2 separate regions of the Hordeum vulgare genome follow, and region 2 is linked to region 1. The links are chromatin contacts, called in public Hi-C maps. All regions are on one chromosome and are shown on one strand. Each heading gives the region's core, a stretch centred on a gene start, on an enhancer-like site or on the middle of the called end of the contact. The rest is flanking DNA. Distances are from core to core; before and after follow the strand shown.

What was found. Hi-C and Micro-C count contacts between places; a contact is called where the count stands out from the background.
Region 2: a Hi-C map of seedling shows a contact between it and region 1, with 4 times the contacts expected there. The contact joins the promoter of LOC123410314 here to the promoter of LOC123412692 in region 1. A contact is called at or near these places in 2 of 6 Hi-C or Micro-C datasets (leaf and seedling) and 1 of 1 datasets of contacts at active chromatin or transcription factors (embryo).

What each region holds. Positions count from the first base shown.
Region 1 is chr7H:521,107,773-521,111,021 of MorexV3_pseudomolecules_assembly, reverse strand. It overlaps LOC123412692 (aspartate aminotransferase, mitochondrial-like), which reads right to left and starts at 1,946. Exons shown (of 10, transcript XM_045105634.1): 1 at 1,545-1,946; 2 at 1,294-1,379; 3 at 485-691; 4 at 178-283. The coding sequence starts at 1,931.
Region 2 is chr7H:521,361,631-521,365,045 of MorexV3_pseudomolecules_assembly, reverse strand. It overlaps LOC123410314 (peroxidase P7-like), which reads right to left and starts at 1,559. Exons shown (of 4, transcript XM_045103244.1): 1 at 1,224-1,559; 2 at 930-1,121; 3 at 285-827. The coding sequence starts at 1,445.

The DNA.
Region 1 (3,249 bases), core at 697-3,196:
ATTCTGAATCAGTGACAGATAAGCTGTTAACAAGACAGAAACACCCACAGAAAGTGGGAGCTTTACTGTGCCAAATCACAGCAAACTACAATTACTTTTGTAACAATATTACTGGAAGGATCAGTCGTGTCTACACTCTACAGCACTTGTAAAAATGTTCATCACTAACAAAAATACCTTGATATCATCCATCAGGCCTGCAAAGTCCAGTCCTCTTGATTCTGGATGGTAGTAGGCAAATGCACTTTGTGGTACCTGGGCATCCCTCCAAATGTTGTGATGGCTGAACAGGTTCATACAGTTAGCTATTGTCAGAGGGTGCCAACATTTGAAATTTTGCAATGCAAGTGCACTACGACTACGCTCAGTGTGGACTCTGAATTGTTTTTGGTAACCTACTGGAGACTTGTAACCAAAAATTTAGGTGTCATGCCACGGCATGCATGGATATGAGACAGTCAAAGTAGAATGGATCCTAACTCACTTTGACCATGTAGGAGTAGGAATGTAGATGTGTGAATCGGGCAAGAAGCGCTTCTGGAAATCTGCAAAGAGGCGACATGCACCAGTCCCCGAAAGAGCCTGCACTGCCGCGATCCTCTTGTCCTTGATGAACTCAGAATCCTCCCCGTATGCCAGCTTCAGCGATTCCTCAATCATCTTCACGCTTCCTCCCATCGGAAGGTACTCCCTGTTTCACAAATTTCGTCAGGAAAAGAATTTGAGAACTCATGATAATCGTTCGTTCATGCACTAAAATTGCATTCCATTACCATTGAACTCCAATTATTATTATTATTATTATTATTATTATTATTATTATTATTATTATTATTATTATTATTATTATTATTATTATTATTTATTTATTTTTAATTGCACAGCTGGAACTCAATAATCCCTTTTACAGGAAACCCCTCCAAAAAGAACTGTGAACTCTCAAGGTGCTGTGCACAAAAGCTAGATTGAAACTTCCAAATGCTGTATTAGACACGGCTGCCTGGAAGTGCGTTATGATCCTATCAATAATTTCTCGATAGCGAAATCGACAAATGTGCGTACTTATTGTCCAAGAAAAATCCACACAGTAGAATTGTCGAAGTATTATCACAAGACTGCAGGGCAATGCAGGCTTCATGCATCATGCATCATAAAGCTAAGCTTTCGTCCACGTCAATTCATCATCAATCAATTGCTCACTCCCCAGGACCAAGAGAACTGCACCCACAACCGCATTAAAGGAAAAGCAAGGGCCAAGAGAGACCAGAGGAAAGGCGGACAGCGAGATCTCACATGTTGGTGCTCCCGGCGATTCGCCGCTCCGCCTCGCGCACGCACTCCAGCACCACGGGCTTCCCGGCGTCGTCCCGGTACGCGCCCTGCGCGCGGCACAACAGGAAGAAGGCGTCACTCATCAGCCCCTACGATCGGCACCCACCCATTTCGGTCGCGGCACACCGCGAGAAACGCAGCTGTGGCAGGGCATGCGGGCCAAGAGAAGCAGAGAGAGAGAGAGAGAGAGAGAGGGAGAAAGAGACACGTACGACGCCGACGTTCACTTTGTCCGGCGAGGGGTCGGCGAGGAAGGCCTCGGTGACGCCGAGGATGGGGTCCTTGGGGGCCGGCTCCACGTGCCCGAACCACGACGCCATGGACCTCGCCGCGGGCAGGAGCGGCACGCGTCGGCGCTGCCGGACGGCCGCGGCGGCGCGAGACATCGCCATGCCGGTTGCTGCGCGCGCGCGGCGCGTGGCGAGGCTGCCGCTGCTGCTGGAGAAGAGAGGAGGTGGCTGGTGACCTGGGGTCCTGGGGAAGCGGCACCGGCGCTTTGCTGCGTGTTGCGTGTTGCGTGCCGCTATGTTGTTCTCTGCTGACTGCTGGGGCTTTGTGCTCTTGTGGGGTTTGTTGTGCCAGTACTTCAGTGATGTCATGTGCGGCTGCAAGTGGGGCCTCGATTGTAAGGGTGGGGGTTGCTCTGTTGGCTGGAACTCTCGCGAAGCCGAGTTTCCACGGCCTTCCGTTTTGTCACTTTTGCTTTGGCTTCACACACCTGCATGCAACTTCGTCATAAATTCAAAAATAAGACTAGACCTATTTCGTGTTGACGCTGCCCACCATACGCTAGGCCGCTAGGGTTTGGACTTCATGGAGCACTTGAACATCATCGCCGTCCGCTGGGCTTCCATGTCATTGACGTTGCATGCCTAGCAAAGCTGTCGCTCATCAATCCAGTTCAATTCTACGTGACAATGATCAGCCGGGTGGCGGCGCCACACCCAATTTCTAACTTGCTCCGATCGAGCCAGATGTAATATTGTTTATAGATTCATAATATTTTAGTGTCATTTTGATCACACAAACTAATCAATCAATTGTTAGTAGTTTGTGCATTTTGTTGGTTATCAGATCAGTTAACTGATTATGTATCTTTTTTTGTACTACTAGAATTGCATAGATCAGGAAGAGAAAGACACCGCCAAGCAAACTAATGTTGAAGATGGAAATCCAATCACAGAGATAGATGCCAAAACTTCTGCAGATACAATGGTCGGTAGATTACTGCAATTGGTCGTCTCTCTCTCTCTGTCTCAATTGCAAATATGGTGCGTTTTTAGCAATCAAACTAATCAAACGGCATCTTTGAAATAAAATGGGTGGCAGTTTTCTTCAATATTACATGGTGGTATACACTGGGAAGGAAATAGTTGTGAGGTTTAATGTTTATAAAATTATTGATTTGTTCGATCGGCCAGGTCGGGGTCAAAGATAGTTTAAACTAGTAAAAATGTAGCCTTGTTTAATGTTTAAAAAATATTCTTGTCCGTTTCAAAATAAATAAATTTCTTGTATGTGTTTGATATTAATTGCTATAATATTTAAGACTTGAAATTCTTTTGTGCCATGGTTCATGTGTTCCCATCCCTTCGCTCTTTCATGTTCAAATACTCGCTCCGTTCCTGTCTTCATGGACATTCATGGATAAGCTAAGAGACGACGGAGAGAAAAACAGTGTCCATTGTACTACTGCTTGCGTTCCTCCCTCTAGGGATGTAAATGGTAAATAAGTGACAACCACAAGTCCCATTTATTTAGTTTTTTTAGCTTCACAGTTTATTTTCCTTGGAAAAAAACAAAATTTTAAAATACTATATAATAAGTGGGTTTAAATGGGACCCACTTTTCATCCCTACCTCCCTCTCTGCTTCTACGCCGCATGCCCTCATGCAGCTAGTTGCCCTGCTGGCCAAC
Region 2 (3,415 bases), core at 310-2,809, 250 kb before region 1:
ACGGATTACAGCCCATGTGGTCCAAACACACGTAACGTTTTGAAGTTACGCTGTAATCAGGTTACGGGTCAAAATTCACGAACCAAACACCTCCTGTATGTTTCAGTCCGAAAAGTAGAATGCACTCCGCAATTCATTTTCCTGAAGAAGCACATAACTAACTACACAATCTGATTAAGATATAATACTCCTGCTCGCGTTAGCCGGTCACATAAATTGTGTGGGTGATGTTAATCAAGTTTGTGATCTTAGTCACAAACAGAAACAGGCAATCCTTAGTTAACCTTCCTGCAGTTCAACCTGACCTCCGTGGGCGTCCCGGCGGCCGGCAAGAGGCCACCCATCTTGACCATGGCCTTGGCGAAGTCGCCGGCGAATATCTTGCCATTACCGCTGTACTTCCTCACCAGGGAGTCCTGCGACCCGCCGTTGAAGAGCTCCTGGTCCGAGTGCAGCAGCCCGCGCCGCGCCACCAGGTTGGTGTAGTAGCCGTTGTCGAACGCGTCCGGCGTCCGGTCGTCGAACGGCGCGAGGTTGCCGTCCCCGCCGGCCTGCGGGCACGTCTGCCGCCGCGCCGCCGCGAAGGTGGCGTTGATGTTGGACTCCCCGTAGATGCGGCCGCGGAAGACGACGCAGCGCGCCCGCCCCACGGTGTGCGCGCCGGAGAGCGCCGTCATCTCGCGCGCCGAGAGCCCCTTGGCCGCGAACGCCGACACGAGCGACGCGGCGCTGGAGCCGGGCCCCGGGAGGTTCGCGTCGGCGGCGCTCTGGGTCGCCGTGCGCGAGTCCTTCCGGCCCAGCGGCACGTTCCAGCTCGGGCCCCTCAGCTGCATGCATGCCGTGCAGATCACCTCGCGTTAGCGACACACTGCGAGCTGAAAAGGTCAAGGTGCAGCACCGCCGGCGGACCGGGACGTGCAGTCACTCACCAGGTTGACGGCGTCGCGGGCTGCCAATGCGACGATGTCGGCGCAGGAGACGGTGGCCTTGCAGGCCGCCTCGACGCGCGCCTTGATGGCGTCGATCACCTCGTAGCCGCGCACGGAGTTGGCGTTCGCGCCGGCGTTCTTCTCGCCGGTGAAGGTCGGCGTGTCGTCCAGGAGGATCGACGCGTCACACCCCTGTGCGTGCATGTAAACAAACAGACGTGCGCACGCGTATTAATTCAAGCTCAGGGAGGTAGCCGGCGAGGCAGAGACGAGGAGAAAACGCGACGGACTCACGTTGACGAAGCAGTCGTGGAAGAAGAGCCGGATGATGGACGCGCCCATCCGCGGCTCCCCGGCGACGGCCGGCGCCATCACCGACCGCACGATGGCCTCCACGTTCGGGCACGTCCTGGCGTAAAACCTGGTGGAGAGCTTCGCGTGGCAAGGAAGGATCACACAGAGGAGAGCAGCAGCAACGACGTAGCTCCTGGCGCTGGCGGCGACCAAGAAACCCATCTCGGCCCTCTCAGCTCAGCTACTACGACAAAAACAGAGCACACGCAGTCGTAGAGCGGCTGCCTTCAGTAACGGATGTGGCAGAGAGAGACGGTAGATAACAGTGCACTTATAGCGGCTGCTGGTCGTGGTGATGGTCTGAGTTGTGTAGTGTACCAATCTGAACGCACGTAACGTGATTTGAGGCGCACTGGGTGATTGGCTGGTTGACGAGAATGCATGCATGGTGGCCTCTTGGAGAAATGGAGAGCTGGTTGCGTGTGTGCGCGGCGCACCACGGTGCGCGCGTGGTGTCCAGCACGGGCGATCGGGCGGCTATGGGGTAGGGTAGGGTAGGGTCGGTCCTCTCCTTTGGGGAACAAAGGCGGAGCGCGACCGGGGGCATCGTCGCTTTGCCCTCGCTTTCTTCCCGTCTTTGCGTGGTGTGCGGAGGTTCGGAACATGGTGAAAAGCGGCGCCTTGGCTCTGGATTTCAGCGGCTTTTGCTCTGAGAGCAGTACGTGGGTGAGTGAGTGCCTTCGGTTGAGAGCTGGTCTTTGCTTCGGCACTGAAATTTCTATAAGCCCGATTAGGATCGATGAACAAAGGAAAACTCTTACCATCAGTCGATGGATTCCACCAGACGCGTGTCCTGTATTGGACAAAACCAATTCGGTGCTGATGCAGACGTCCTAAACTCCGGCGCCCTAAGTCTCCTTCTTGGTTTGGCCCCGAGCTCGAGCCCCATCCCTCGAAAAATTTTGCAGAGTTTCTGCAACAACGGTGTTGTTGCGATTGACGCGACGACACTAGTGCAAGTAGACGCAATGGCGAGTTTTCGCAACTTGATCTCTGTTTCAAAAAATTGAAACAAATATCTTTTGTTGCAAAAAGTTTTCTCCAGCCTGACCTACGTTGCAAAAGTTTTTTGCAGCCTGACCTACGTTGCAAAAGTTTCTGCAACACGATTCTTGTTGCGGAAAATATTCCATAACAAATTTTATTGCAAAAAAAATATACGAACGTTTCCGCAACATATTCTTTGTTGCAAAAAAATTTTTTGCAACATAATTTATGTTGCAAAAGATCCGTCAGTCACTTTTTAACCCGTCAGCCGGACGCGTAGCAGCGTGCATGTTTTTGCAACTGGAGCGTTGGTTCAGAATTTTATGTGATGGACGGAGACGACCGAGCTGATGATCAGACGGTACGCCCGTATACATCAGACGGCTAAAAGGATGGTGGATGATCTATAAATCCATCAATGGATGCCTAGCACTCCCATGAACAAATCTGTCCAGGCACTACTGATCACAGTAGTTACCTCTGGATACAAACGCACTTTCGATGGGCTGGGCACGCGTCTCCGCGAGCCGCGCGCTGGCCGCCACCCACGAAACGAGAGACCGTTTTTGCAAGTACGCTGTACGCGCATCCATGTGCCGGCCGCCCACCCTGTCTGTTGCGAGTGCTTCGCTGCTCCACAACTCGATATCGCACAAACCTGCTGCTGCCGCACCGCGCACCGGGGCAGGCAAACTTGTCGGCCCTCTTCGTCACTGTACGGCTTCGGTGCCTCAACTATTGTTGTGATTGCCTGATGGGGATGACCAGTTCTGGTATGCCCCAACTCGGTCGGGAACAACACTGCGTGACCGCATGTCTGAAGACATTTGCATGCAGGAACGCGGACACTGGGTAGCAACGATAGCAACTGCCAGGATGATTTCTCAACAAGTTGGCTCCACCTCATGCGCTCTGAATCGCTACTACGTACGTATTTGGGACAGACTGAGATCCCGTGCCCTGCCCTGTGCCCTGTGGCCCACGATCCACCATCCGCTCTCCATCCGACGGACTGCAGCGAGTCAACCTAAAATTGGACCAGTCCGCTCGATGGGGCTCCGCGAGGGCGAGTACGAGCCGCGCGTCGTGCATCGCGTGCGTAAGAAAGAGGAAGGATCGAGCGGACTGATCCAATTTTAGGTTGA